2 separate regions of the Mus musculus genome follow, and region 1 is linked to region 2. Evidence: chromatin contacts called from public Hi-C data. All regions are on one chromosome and are shown on one strand. Each heading gives the region's core, a stretch centred on a gene start, on an enhancer-like site or on the middle of the called end of the contact. The rest is flanking DNA. Distances are from core to core; before and after follow the strand shown. Region 1 has its middle 44 kb from the start of Gm16998. Region 2 overlaps Man1a (mannosidase 1, alpha).

Region 1 (7,188 bases), core at 145-2,644, 100 kb after region 2:
GAATGGTGTTCTCCCTGCAAGTATGTATCTGCCCCCCTACATGTAGTACCCATGGAGGTCAGAAGAGTCCATTCAATCCCCTGGCACTCATTTACAGGTGAATGTGAGCTACCACATAAGGTTTAAAAACAAGTCCAGTTTCTCTATAAGAGTCATGCACTCTTAAGAGCTGAGACATCTCTCCATCCCTCCTGCATAGGAACCTCTGGAAATCCTCATAGATACACTCAGAAGCAAGGCTTACCAATTGCTGAGTCAGTTCCTTCTCATTCTTTTATCTATACTCTTGCCTCACTGCCCTTCTTAACTCAAATTTACTTCCCAGGTTTGAGTTTTCTCAGCCAGTCTGAGGAAAGAGACCCTGTTTGTGGCGTTGTAGTAATCAGTTAGAAAACTGCCAAAGTACTAGTGCCTCGTGTTCTAATGTTTAATATGATTTCAGAGAAAATGGTTTATAAGTCATTGCTGATGGCTTGTAGCCGCCGTTTAAAATTGGGAGGTTTCTCTGTATGTTTTTTTTTTTTAATTTATTTCATTTCATGTGTGTGAGTGTTTTGCCTGCATGTATGTATATGCATCAAATGTGTGCCTGCAGCAGTGAGAAGAGGGCATCGAATCCATTGGAACTAGAGGTAGACAGTTGTGAGCCATCATGGGGGTACTGGGAACTGAACCTGGGTCCTCTGAAAGAGCAATAACTCTTAAGTTTCAAGTTATCTCTACAGCCCACAAATTCTTGAATAGAAGAATCACATCTTATGTGGGTATTGGATAATATGGCTACTCTTTACTTAAGAAAATTCTTTTATTTCACCATAAAGCAATGTGTGCATGGCTTTGAAGGAACATCTCCATTCAATAATTCTTGGAAAACTCTACCATACTTTCAAAAGGAACAAATGAGAAGCAGGAAGGTGTGTGTGTGTGTGTGTGTGTGTGTGTGTGTGTGTGTTTGTGAATTCTTCTCAATATAACCATTATGTTACCATAATAAGCATCTTTGAGGGTTCTGACATATTTCAGCTTGACTGTTGATTACATCACTGTTTTAATATTAAGCTTTTTCACAATCTTAATACTTCTATGGTTTGATTTATGCTCATAATAATTAATGAGGTAATTCTCCACTAGCACGGAGATCTTAGGCATCACCATAAGTCAACTGTAAAGGCTCCATCTGCAGCCTTTTTAGTGGAGGCAAATCTTGCCTGGAAATCAGAAGAGGTCATCCAGTTCCCTGGAACTGAGTTACAGATGATCATGAGCCACCACATGAACACTTACTCTGTTTCTGAAACTGGGCCATCTGTTTCCTGTTTCTCCGAGTTGATCTTCCTCCCTAAGCAACTGCTGAAGTCATGGCCACTGAATGAGTCACAGCTTCCTTGAGGGTGAACACGCATACATAGGCAGCCTGTCAAGTACGTGAGGGTGTGAGGAGACCCTGGTGACTCTCCACCTAGTCTGCTCTCCTCTACATATTTTGTTCTCAGTGTCCTTCCTCTCTCACTTGTTAGTCTGCACCTGGCTCTAGAGCAGCAAACAGGACATTGTTTCTCTAGTTTCTTTCCTAGAATTCCTGATGGATTTCAGCCAGAATGTTTTCTTTTTAAAACATGATAGTTTATAAACCTTTATTTCTTTATTTCTCATTCCATGCTTTCTAAGTGGAGTGAGGATTCCCAACCCTTCTAATGTTGCTTCCACATCATCATTCCTGCTCACAAAAGTCCTGTTCCTTTGAGGCTGACCCTTGCACTCTAATCTAATACCTCAGCTAGCATTTGAACATTGAACATTGAACATTGCTTCTGAGGCAGGCAATGTGTTAATCATTTTTTTAAAATACACTGTTCCTTTGAAAACTCAAAACCACATTGTATGGTAGGAACTACTCTTATCACATCTGTTCGAGGTTTATGAAAACTAGGAAACTCATTCTTACGTGTGTAACATGAGCAGAAGAGAGTGTAACTACTTGCTTTGTTGTGAGCTTTCAGTACATGTGAAGTGCTGGTCATTTACTGGTACTGTTGTTCCTGAGGGCCTTGTGAAAAGGGGGAAATATGGGCTGTAAGCCCTGGAAGTCTAGCTGTGGAATTCCTACCGTTAGTCATCAAGTAGGACCAGACAACATTCCTCTGGTATCTGTTAAGGGGTCTCTGCTTTACAGGTCAGGAGCAAATTCTTTGTAAGCATTCCTGAGCTATTCTATTCTACAATGTCTCGTTCTCTTTCTTGCTTTGTCTTGTTCTTTGCAACTTCTTCTCATTGTCTTATTCACTCACTACCCCTAAAGTTTCAGAGTTCCACTGCACTCCCACTTTGCAGCCTAGCTCACCTTGTCATTATTATCATTGTCACTGAGATGCCCACTACATCCTGTAATGCCACCAACAGTTCATTATCTGCCGTCTCTATCAGTCCCCTGTTTGGAAGATTGTTTTGTCTTCAAGTCACAACTCTCATTCTTGTAGATGCTCTCAGCTCCTTTATTCACCTATCAAATAGTTTTTTACCCTCTTCTTCCCTACTGGAACTTTAGTTCTTATAGAGTTAGGCTAGAATCTTGATCTACATCTTAGCAATTATGGATGGATGAAGAAAAATTGATATCCTGACTGCTTAATTGTTACATTAAATACATTTATCACCCTACTTAATGTCTTTAAACAGATTCTTGGCATTGCCTGACAGTGTTTGCTTTAATAAAGCCATTCTCAAGGGAACTGTTTTATACTTCCCCTTACTGCTGACCTTGTTGGTTATATCATTAAGAATATGGAAATACAGTGGTAGTGGGGAAGTCCGTCTTTCCATTGTTGGTCTGACAGAGCTACCCTGAAGTTGCTCCTGCCTCTGAGTTTCCTCTTCTTGTAGAGGAACCTTTTCTTTAGTTAAAGTTTACTCTTGCTTTCTGTGTTCTCTGTGTCTATAGAGGAAGTGCCCCCTCTTACATTAGAGCTCAGCTTTGCTTGTGATCTGGATCTGCGTCCTTACTAGCTTTTAGCCTGCTCTTAATTTCAAACACTCCTTTTCAATGGAGTCCTTCTTTCAGCATTGGGCAGTGTTCTGGGATAGTCTACCATCAAAGAACCACTGCCTTTGAGGCCACCCTTTCAATTCCAGGGACCTCGGATCCGAAGTGGCCTGCCTGCTTCTGTTCCCTGCTTCTTTCCTCCACATTACTTTGTCCCCACACCATTAATTCATTTTTATCTGGTATCTCTTTCACCTCTCCACTAAACAGCCTTTGCTGTTAAAATAGCCAATGTGTTCTGTTCTGCCCATCCCAAAGGATAGTATTTAGTCTCCACTGTGATGGCTGTACTTGTTCATTCAGCATCATGTTGTTTTGGAGAGACCATCCTTCAGACTCAATCTAAAGCAGTCTCTCCCTTCCATGACAGTGCACTATGGCATGACTTGGTTGTATTTTGTTCATAGGATGTATTCTGTGAGTTTATCTTGTTTGTGTATTTGCTCATTTATTCTCTGGGCCTCTCTTGTCTCTACCTAGAACTGTGCCTGGCACATCACAGACACTGAATAAAAATCTCTTGAGTGACAAGGACAAGGCTATATTTAGAATCATCTCCTCTCTCACAACTAGGTTTTTGTTAGCTGGGTGATGCTTGTCTGCCTGTCTCTTTCTGACATCAGGATGATCTTGCTTTCTCAAATCTCCCTCCTCTTCTAATTGAAGAGAATTCCTGGTAGGCTCAGCCTTGGTCAGACCAACCACAATTTGGATCTAAAATGTCTTCTCTGTCACCTCTGCTCTCACTCCTAAGTCATTAAGGCCACATATTTCAAGAGGCTGAGTTAGAAAAGCTTCTTCCTAAATGCTAATTGTAGGCTTTTGGCTTGGTGGTGTTTGGTATACATGTTTACTACCAGTTTTACGACTGCTATCCAGCCTTCAGAACATCCTTGCTCTGAGGCCAACTGGCTCAGCTCCAGAGCTTGTCTCTTGTCTTTTGAGATCTTAAGTATCTGGGTCAAAGTTACTTGAAGACTCGACTTTTGTTATCTAGCCACTAAACTATCCTCATTACCCTGTGAACCATGCTGACAGTGAAAATTAGGAGTGTCTCTGTAAGAAGTCCAACCTGGATGGTTTCAGAGCACATTTAGTCAGTTTGGCAGGGCAAAAGCAACATTAGAGCCAACAGGAACATCCAATTTCAAAAGTCACTAACTACCAGCCATACAACATTCTGTTCCATATTACTATATTGTTAAACAAACATAAAATTGAAAAAAGCCCATAAAGGCATGATGGAAGAAAAAGTTTGAATTACATTTTTTTTTATCTTTTTCAAGACAGGGTTTCTCTGTGTAGCCCTGGCTGTCCTGGAACTCACTCTGTAGACCAGGCTGGCCTTGAACTCAGAAATCCGCCTGCCTCTGCCTCCCAAGTGCTGGGATTAAAGGCGTGCGCCACCACTGCCCGGCTGAATTATATTTTTAAGAAGCTTTCTTTGAGCAGTTATATATATTTCTTTTAATCATGATTTGGAGAGAATGAAAATATTCTAGTTCATACAGAGGCATACATATCTCCTTGAGACTTGGGTGAGCTATATGTATACCCAGGGACTCTAATAGTGAGGTATGATAGAGAGGGAGTGACTAAGTATTTCTGGATGTCTAGTTTTAACCACTTGTCTGCTTATGCCCACTTCCACATCTGGGTGATTGAGTAATTGATCATTGCATCTGGGGAACTATCAGTAAGGACACTGGAATACTGTGAGTAAACAGCGACCATTCTAAGTACTACAGGGAGACATATGCAAAGAGTACACATGGAGGGGCCCATGGCTCCAGCTGCTTATGTAGCAGAGGATTGGCTTATCTGGCATCAATGAGAGGGAAGGCCCTTAGTCCAGTAGAGACTCCATGCCCCAATGTAGGGGACATGCTAGGGCTGTGAGGCGGGAGTGAATGGGTAGGTGGGGAAGCTCATAGAAGCAGTGGGGAAGGGGATAGGATGGGGGTTTGTTGAGGGAAAACTAAGAAGGGGATAACACTGAAATGTAAATAATAAAATCACCAAGAAAAAGAAGGAAAAATAGGGAAAATTAATGTCAATGGTAAGTGGGGAACACATAGCCCTCTGCAGTGTCCCATGCCCCTTCCCCGACAAAGAAAATAGGGGGGGAAAAAGCTTGCTTTTTGTCTTCGTTTGGGTTTCTGTTGCTGTGCTAAAACACTCTAAGCATGAGCAACCAGAGAGGGAAGGGTTTAAGGGTTTTATTTCCTCTTACACTTTCACATCACAGTCCATCACTTAGGAGAGTCAGCGCGGGAACTCAGGCAGAATAGGAGTTGATCCAGAGGCCATGGAGCAATGTGTTTACTGGTTTGTTCCTCATGGCTGTCCAGCCAACTCTCTATAGACACCAGGACCATCAGCCTAGGGATGGAACCACCCACAGTGGGCTGGGCCCTCCCACATCAGTAGTCACTGAAGAAAAGGAACTATAGGCTTACTTCCAGGACAATCTAGTGAACGGTATTTCTCTATTGAGGTTCCCTCTTCTCAAATGACTGAAGCTTGTGTCAAGATGACATAAAAACTAGCCAGCACACCTCTAGTCCACAGACCATAAGAGTTATCAGAAGTAATTATTAGCCATTGGATGAGATTTATTTAATTTCTGTAAATGTATCTCAGCCATCTTCTCATAAGTATGTGATTACAGGACCATATGATTTTTGATGTTTTCCATCCCAGTGTCCACAAATTGAAACAGACAATATGCCACTCTTACTAGGAACTGAGAGAGGCTTGAGTGAACATATTTATTTGGTCCAATCACAGTTCAGTTCAACCCACAGCCTGTTTTCACAAGTAAGAATCAATGCACCCTCAGAGGACATTTTAGATGAAACATATTTGTAGTTTCTAGGAGAAGGTAAATTTGTGCATGCTATGGTGAGATGGACAGTGTAGAAGAGAAGTTGGGTGGAAAGTAGGGCTAAATGTACATTCACAACTCTAATGCATTTCTCATGCACTATACCCACACTTATGTCTATTTATCTTATCTATCAATCTATTGATCATCTATCCACAGATACATAATGGAAAAACACATGATCCAATACATTTTCTAGAGGAAGGTTAAGCAGACCCATAAAACAATTTAATAATCTTTCTATCCTGAAAAAAGTTTTACTTTATCCCCCCTTTTTTGGTTACATTGCATCAATCATACAAATAATGAGTTTTATTATGGTATTTTTATATGTTCATATAACATACATTGTATCTACTTCCTTATTTTTTATGAGTTCTTTTTTTTTTTAGAACCAGTATAGCAGGTGACTCCCACTGTTATTTAACCCCAATTATGACCCTTGAAGTGAAATCCTGAGGCTCGCCTTGGGCAAGGATGTCAGTGCTACTTTTTGTAATGGCTTTAAGTTGTGACCAGTCAACTGTGAAAAAAAAGCTATGAATACTGACAGTTTGAGGATGCTTGGAAGAGTCTCGTTTCCGTGGTGGCTCATGAAACATGTCTCATCATTTCAAAACTGCTCATATGTGTACAAAGGACTGGATTCCACAGGCAAGATGGGCTTTGAAAGTTATGCATCTTCAGTGGCTTCTTCCTGGCACCTTCATTAAAGATCATCTGATTTTGAGCATCTCCATTATTGCTGAAATTCTTGCCTGTCTCTGGACAGCTCTCTGACTCCTGCCTTCTTTAATTGCCCTGAAATCTGTCAGAACAGGTGACCAGTCTGCTTTGCCTTGATTTCCTGTTTTAACACTGAAGAATCTGCACCCTGGGGCAAAACTGATCACTCAGCGTAGTTGGCCACTGACTCCAGGGTTTGTTTTTTGGCCTGGCTTTCTATCTTGGGCTACACAAAGATGTGCTATTTCTGTTTTCCAAATGACACCCATATTGACAGACTGAAGGCACATTCCTCTTGCTCTGAACATCTGAAATAACTTTCAACGACTTGTTGTCCACATGATCTGTTGAGAAAGTGCAGAGTTCACTAAGGAGAAGCATCCTCTTCCTATCCTCCCATCTCTGCAAAGGAACACATTCGAATTCCTTGGTGTGGAGGGGATGATGGGTGTGCACATTTTCACTTCCAATCCACACTGTGTTTTCTACTGTTCTGCTGAAAAGAAAAGTTACAGCTGACCTTGTAGTTGGGAAT
Region 2 (6,963 bases), core at 1,112-3,611:
TGGAGCCAGTATCATTTTTGCCTCCTAAAAATATCAAAGGCTATGCCCATAGTATCTAATCAACATGAGTTCTTATACATAAGCTCAACAAGGAACACAGTAATAAAGAGTGTAATGTGGATGGGGAAAACCTCAGGAGGCTTCAACCCTACCTATACACAACTAAGAAATGTAGAGAGTGAAAGAAAAGGTCTTCCCCAGGAAAGAGCACACCAATTCGGTATCCCCTATCAAGTGATCAGCCCTAGAAATATATACATACAAGTACCATTGTACAAACTGAACATGTTTTATTTATGCATATGTGTATATTGAGTAATTATATATGTGTGTGTATGTGTGTGTATACAAACATAGACACATATGTACATATGTATGTATGTAACAACAGTTAATGAAAACTGAGGTCATTTATTTGAAAGATGGCAAGCAGGGGTGTAAGGGAGAGTTCATATGGAAGAAAGAAAAGGGAAATGATGCAATTATTTTATAATCTCAAAAATAAAAATAATTTTTACAAGGCCTTTAACTTATTATTGTACTTACGAGCAAATGACATCATTTGTGGACATTTCATTTAGATAGGCACATCCACATATATCAAATATTCATAGAAACAGATCCACTCATATGTATGGAAACCCGGAACAAGTAAAACTTAAAAAAAGCTAATGAAAGGGACTTTATCCTTAGAAAAATACAGATATGTTTCTTTGTGTATTCCCCACAATCCCCATCAAGCTCTTGGACAGAAGGACACACACCTTACGTTTTCCAAATTGTGTCTTCTACGTGTAGGTTATGGAGGAACATAAAAGCAAGGTCATCTTAGCACACTGTCCAAACAATGAGAAAACTCAGGTTCAGGATGCTCAGGGACATGTTCATAAACAAAACATTAATTTGCATGCTGCTTTTATAAAATATAGTTGCTCCACTTAGGGATGCTAACCTGGGCTGCCCAAATGATAACAGAGCAGAGAAAGTAACGTGGGGGTGGGGCAGGGAGAGGAAGGGGGACTAGCACAGCAGAGACCTTTGTTTCCCAGGCTCAAATGATGCTTTGGACAGAATGACACAGGGGACTATAGGGACCATCTATATACTTTTTAAAAATGCGGTAGAACCGATTCCAAAGAGAGAGGGAGAGAGAGAGAGAAAAGGAGTCGAGAGCTGCTTTGCTCTGATGAGAAAAGCACCTTGGAGACAGGAACAAAGTCAAGCAGCCTCTCTCATTAAACATTTACTACCCTGCTTAAATCTGTTTGAAGCACAGAAATACATGAAATACTACACAGGCTAAGATCTACTCTTCCCCAGCCAGAATGCTGAGCCTGATGTCAATCTGACTGACGTGCGGTTGGAATACGTGACTACGTTTCCTTGATGTCAGCTCTTAACGCTGTCAGTATTACAGGTGAGCCGATTCCTGAAACTCTTAGTGGACACTTAACGTAAGTCACAAAGTTGTCCAAATGCTTTCAGGAAAATAGCATTGGTGCCCTTGATGAGCACGATGCAAAAGTCTTTAATCTACCAAAAGAAAAAAAAAGTAAATTAAAAATCCGTGCTTTGCCCTAAGCAGCAGATAATTCATTAAGCTTTGACTCAGGAAGAGAACGATGCATTTCTCACAGGGACTCTGGCCTGCAGGACCATGTGCTAGCAAGCTCAGAGTTGCAACCCCTCAATTTCACAGCTACTGTCATTTTCAGATCTTGTTTGTCATGCTTCCTTTACTTAAAAGTTTTTACTAAGCTAATATACTAACATTAAAATAAATTTGGAGGAAAAAAAATGCACTTATAAGTCTGCCGTTACGCTAAGCACGGGGAATATGCCCGCAGACATGTGGGATTTGTACTTCTAATCACAGCATGCATAGCATAATGGAGCCACGCTTTTAAAGGCAGCACCTTAACCTGACAATAGGAGCTGTCGGACTCCCCCCAGCTGGTTCATTGGATTGGCACACATTTTGAGAAATTAAGCTGATCGTCAGGATGTGAGGCTTCAGTGGGTTTTTCCACACCACAAACGGCACAATTAACAGTAAGAGTAATTTGGAGACATTTCATAATTCAAACGTCTATATGACTTTGCAACTTACCTCCTCTCCGGACAAATAGTAGGCTGACAGCAGTCCACCGACGAAGCGTATGTTGACTTCAAAAACAGAAACTTCAGCATTCTATGGGAACAAAGTGAAGTAGGTTAAGACATAATGATAGCATGCGAGATGAAAGCACATGGTATGACAAGCTGCTGTAATTTAAAGTCTGCGCAGACCTGTGTGCTTGCCCAGGGGCACCTATAGGCAAGACAGGAAGTCCCTTGTAAATATGGCAAAACATGGGTAAGCAGATAAGGAATAATTCTGACTCAAAGCAAAATTATAAAAATAGCACAAACTAAAATTCTGTCTTTCCTATATGCAGAAGCAGACCTAACACTTGATATTCTGTAGCTGTGCAAAGGCAACGAGATCAGGGCTTTTATTATTATTTTTTTTTATTCCGTGTTCTCATTATTTCCTTCATTTGTCTGCTTTTTCCTCCTGAAAGGCCAATCAGACTACAGTGTGGCTGCTAGCTCCACACTAGTCTAGCAATCTGTTTCTATTATGTTAAAGTGGCACAGGCAGAATGCTAATGACACATAAACCTGGGGCTTGAGTTCCAGTGCTGCTCCATGCCTCTGCCTTCCCAGTCACAGCTCTAAGGCCACATTTTGTCTTGGCACAACAGTGATAACAGTATGTGCTTTCATTGTTAGAGTGGTTCTTAGTTACATCAGTAGTAGCTTGATTTTATTATTTACAATATGGCACATGCTTTACTCATTCCCTTATGTCCTTTATTCCCCACTCAGACCTTAATTATCATTCCTATGTCCTGTCCACAGAATGAGAAAAAAGCTAGGCTGAGAGTGATGAATGTGACCTTTTGAAGTCCACACAACAGTAGAAGAATTAGGATTTCAATGGACACATGTTTACTCATGGTTCAAAACCTGGCTCTTCTGGACTCTACGGATACCTCACAGACTACACTTCATGCCTGGTTATTAATAGTCAAATAATTGTGATACTTAAGTAGTAATTACCACCAATAGCTTTATGGTTCTATAATATTTTACTGCTAAGTGCATCTCTATTTTTTAATGAGGTGTTTAGCATAGTATGACCCCAAACAGACATAAGGTATACTTCATCAGGCCTACTAAGTAACTGTCACTTCTGGTTAGTATCAAACCATTCACGGATACTGACAAGGGCCAAGAGCAAAATAGAATGTATGGAGCCAGCATCTGTCAGATGAACTTAGAAAAGCCATTTGAGATATCGCCTTTAGAGACCATTTATTAAGCAACTACTATGTGCCAGGCCCAGGCCTAGGTTCTGTGAGTACAATGAAAACTGACAAGATCCTTAAACTTAAGTCAGTCTTCATTTCAGAAAAGAGTTTCAGAAACAAATAAGAGATGGATTGCTTCATTCCTACATGCTCTCCCAAAAAGGATCTAGGGGTCTAATAACTGAAGCTCCTACTTAAGAAAGTCCCTGCAAAAGAGAGCTTATAAAAAGTTAGAACTGTTAAAGATGAAACTATCATAAAATAAAGCCATGGTATGAGTGTATTTAATTGTACTGAATAATTTATATTTTGCAACTTATATATTTGGATTAAACCCCCTCTGTATTATGCAATTTATCACTAAAATGGATCACTCTGAATGAGGGTCATTTAAACCCTGCTGTTAGTTCACACAACCTCTGATTTAAAAAAAAAAAAAAAGGAAAATTTATTGCATTTAGTTTGGTTCATACTTATCTCTCATATCTAATAGAAATAATGTCTAATAAAACTCTAATGAATATCAGCCCTTAGAGCACATTTGCCTTAGTTTGTATTTGTGTTTTTTTTTACATTTTAAACCAGAAAACAGTTTTTCTTCGTGTTTTCACTTAGAGAAGCTTACAGAGGTGATTTTATTTCCTTATTCAGGCTCTAGGCTCATTACACATGCGTTTCCCATTTCCCCTTTGAAAAGCACCGGACAGTTGAGACCTTTCTATAGACATCTGATGAAAATTATTGCAAGGTAGGGGACTGAGCCATGTCAATTGCCATCAGAAATATATCTCAATCTAGACATCAATCACTTATTGGATGCAGTTAGTCAAGCAGCTATTGATCCAGCTCTGTGTGTATTCCAGAACCTGCATTCTATTTATCTTGCTTTGCTGTAGCATACTGAAAGATAACCTTGCAATGTCCTGCGCTCAAGGTCAGCGGCTATGACATTTCAGTTGCAGGGACAGAATCATCTAGGGAGATTGAGGCAAAGTCAGGATTGTTAGCTAAAGCCATCCAGGTTCCCAGTGATTAGAATGCCCTTGTCTTTGAAACACTTGCTCAGAGATACCACAGCATCACAATCCTTAACTCTCATCATCTCCTTGTGCTTGGAAAGCAGAACTGCACAGGAACAATGTTCCCGACCCCTGCCCAGGCAATTCTTTCTGCCTCATTTTTCCAAAGTTACATTATTTACAAACCTTAGTTTAAGCTCTCCTTAATATTCTAGGGTATATTATCTTTTAGGCCAGAGGATTGACATTTCGATACTTTGGATCATTCCTTACAGAACCTTAGGTGAAAAAAAAAGTGTTTTTTTTTGGGGGGGGGTGGATAAAATTTTATACTATAAGCAAATGGTTGCCAGTTATGAAAATTCTGGTCTGGGGCTAGGGAGATGGTTTAGTGGGTAAGGATGCTTGTTATACAAGTATTTGGACTTGAGTTTGAATCCCCACACCTGTGGGAAAAGGGTACGCATGGCCATTTGTGATTGTAAGTGCAGCACTGGAGGCTAAAGAAGGGAAGAGCATGGGAGCTTCATGTCCCTGGCCAGCCAGCCTAGCCAGGACAGCTGGCTGCTAACTGAGTGATAGACCTCTCAAGTGAATAAGGTAGAGAATTATAGAAAACAAACACACACACACACACACACACACACACACACACACACACACACAAACACACATACAAACACACACACAAGAACACACACACTACCATGTACACACATACATTAAAAATCTAATTAATTCACTAAAAATTCTGTTGTGAATTAGGAGGATTAGACTGGAGGCTGATCTGAGTGTGAGATCCTGGATAACTTATTTGCTGTCTCTCAACATCTGTTTTGGCACTGGTAAAAGACTGGTATGCACTTTGTACAAGGTACTCTGAACTCATGAATGTCAGGCAGAACACATACCTGGAGAAGTCACACATTCAGTAGACAGCTGTTGCCATCTGGATATTCTGTAGTACCTAGTGTATAGTCTTATGGAAGTCATAATTTGAGCAGTATATTCAGCCTTTTGTTCAAACTGAATGAACCTGCTAATATCAGACCAATTAGCAGCTATAGGTCGGACATGGCTGAAGATGTACTATACTCTTAACCAGATCTCAATTAGAGACTACTCTTTTGTTTTTCTTCTAGCATTGCTGTACAAAAATAAAACACATTCAAACAAATTCATGCATATGTTTAATGAAATAGGTGGTATAATTAAGTTGACATAAAAATATCAGGAGGTTGAGTACTGTAGGTCATTGAGAAAGAATGCTTTAGTTATGAGGCTTACTGAGTACCTGTGCTGGCTAGATTTATATCAACTTAACACAGGCTAGAACCATTCAAGAGAAGGAAAGCTCAGTTGAGAAAATGTCTGGATAAGATCAAGCTGTAGGCAAGCCTGTAGCGCATTTTCTTAATTAGTGATTGATGGGGGAGAGCCCAGCCGATTATGGGTGGTGCTATTCCTGGGCTGCTGGTCCTGGTTTCTATAAGAAAGCAGATTGAGCAAGCCATGAAGAGGAAACGAGGAAGGAGCATTCTTCCATGACCTCCGCACCACCTCCTGCTTCCAGGTTCATGCTCAGGTTGAATCTGAGGCATCAGTCAATAGACTGTGACGCAAGATATGTAAATCAAACAAACCCTTACCTCCTCAAGTTGCTTTTGGCCATGGTGTTTCATCACAGCAAGAGAAAACCCTGACAAGAATAGTGCCTATAACTTCTCAAGTTCTTGAATTCACTCTTTTTTCTTCTCCAATTTACAAGACATCTAAATTTATCAGATAAATTGACAAAGATTGCTAAAGTGGAAAAACATTAATTTTCTCTCCTAATCCTTAAATTAACATCTTGCTCCACTCCTGTCCTGGAAAAGGCTTCATCCTAACCAACACCCCATGAATCCTGGATAGGAAGACTCTAACACTAATCTGGTGACAAAAATAGTGACCCCTTCACCACCTTTTCTGAAATGAATGTCCGAAAGACTCGTACCAGGAGAGTCATCATTTTAAAGAGCACAGAGAAATTCCAGTTAGGTTACATTTTCATAAGCAACTCATCCTTCAAAATTACCCAAAGCATGATATCTATTAGATCCCACTCAGCAGAATCACAGGCTTGGCCAGGAAAATAAAAAGATATGACCATTCTAGAGCCAAGTCAGCTCCAGCTCCCATTTGTCTGGGAAATTGCAGAACCATATGCTTCCCCTAAGAAAGTAATTTATTTCATTGGGTCTCCAGGCCATAAGCTAGTTATTTATAATAAAGCTTGTTCAGACTTTAACTATTAGGATTCTACACAGCACTACATTTTCATTGAATTGAAAAGATCTTCTGAAAGAGAACATTTCCGAGGCCCCCAACACATATAGAGGAGAGCACTGTGTGGTCTGGCCTCAGTAGGAGAGGTTATACAGAGTCCTCGAGAGACTTGGGACCCCCGGGAAAGGGGAAGCTTGGTGGTGGGGGAACATCCTCTCAGAGATAGGAATGAAGTGAGGAATTGTGGTAGGGGGGACTGGGTGTAGGGACAATGGATTGTAAATGAATGAATGAATGAATCTGAAAAACAAAAAAAGAAA

The links. A called contact is a pair of places that touch in the nucleus more often than the background predicts.
Region 1: a contact with region 2 is called in a Hi-C map of granulocyte-monocyte progenitors, with 2.4 times the contacts expected there. The contact joins two enhancer-like sites. A contact is called at or near these places in 6 of 484 Hi-C or Micro-C datasets (B cells, CD4 T cells, LSK cells and 3 more) and 1 of 115 datasets of contacts at active chromatin or transcription factors (CD8 T cells).

Annotation. Positions count from the first base shown.
Region 1 is chr10:54,116,632-54,123,819 of GRCm38.p6, forward strand. No RefSeq gene overlaps it. Among named protein-coding and RNA genes, the nearest start is that of Gm16998, 44 kb to the left of the region's middle. Within about 2 kb of position 1,395, at least 185 of the 459 cell types and tissues checked have an H3K27ac peak or open chromatin away from gene starts, as enhancers often do. A contact at or near this core is called in CD8 T cells, LSK cells and granulocyte-monocyte progenitors, where this site is marked.
Region 2 is chr10:54,012,305-54,019,267 of GRCm38.p6, forward strand. It overlaps Man1a (mannosidase 1, alpha), which reads right to left. Exons shown (of 13, transcript NM_008548.5): 5 at 2,111-2,191. Among named protein-coding and RNA genes, the nearest start is that of Man1a, 60 kb to the right of the region's middle. Within about 2 kb of position 2,362, at least 30 of the 459 cell types and tissues checked have an H3K27ac peak or open chromatin away from gene starts, as enhancers often do. A contact at or near this core is called in CD8 T cells, LSK cells and granulocyte-monocyte progenitors, where this site is marked.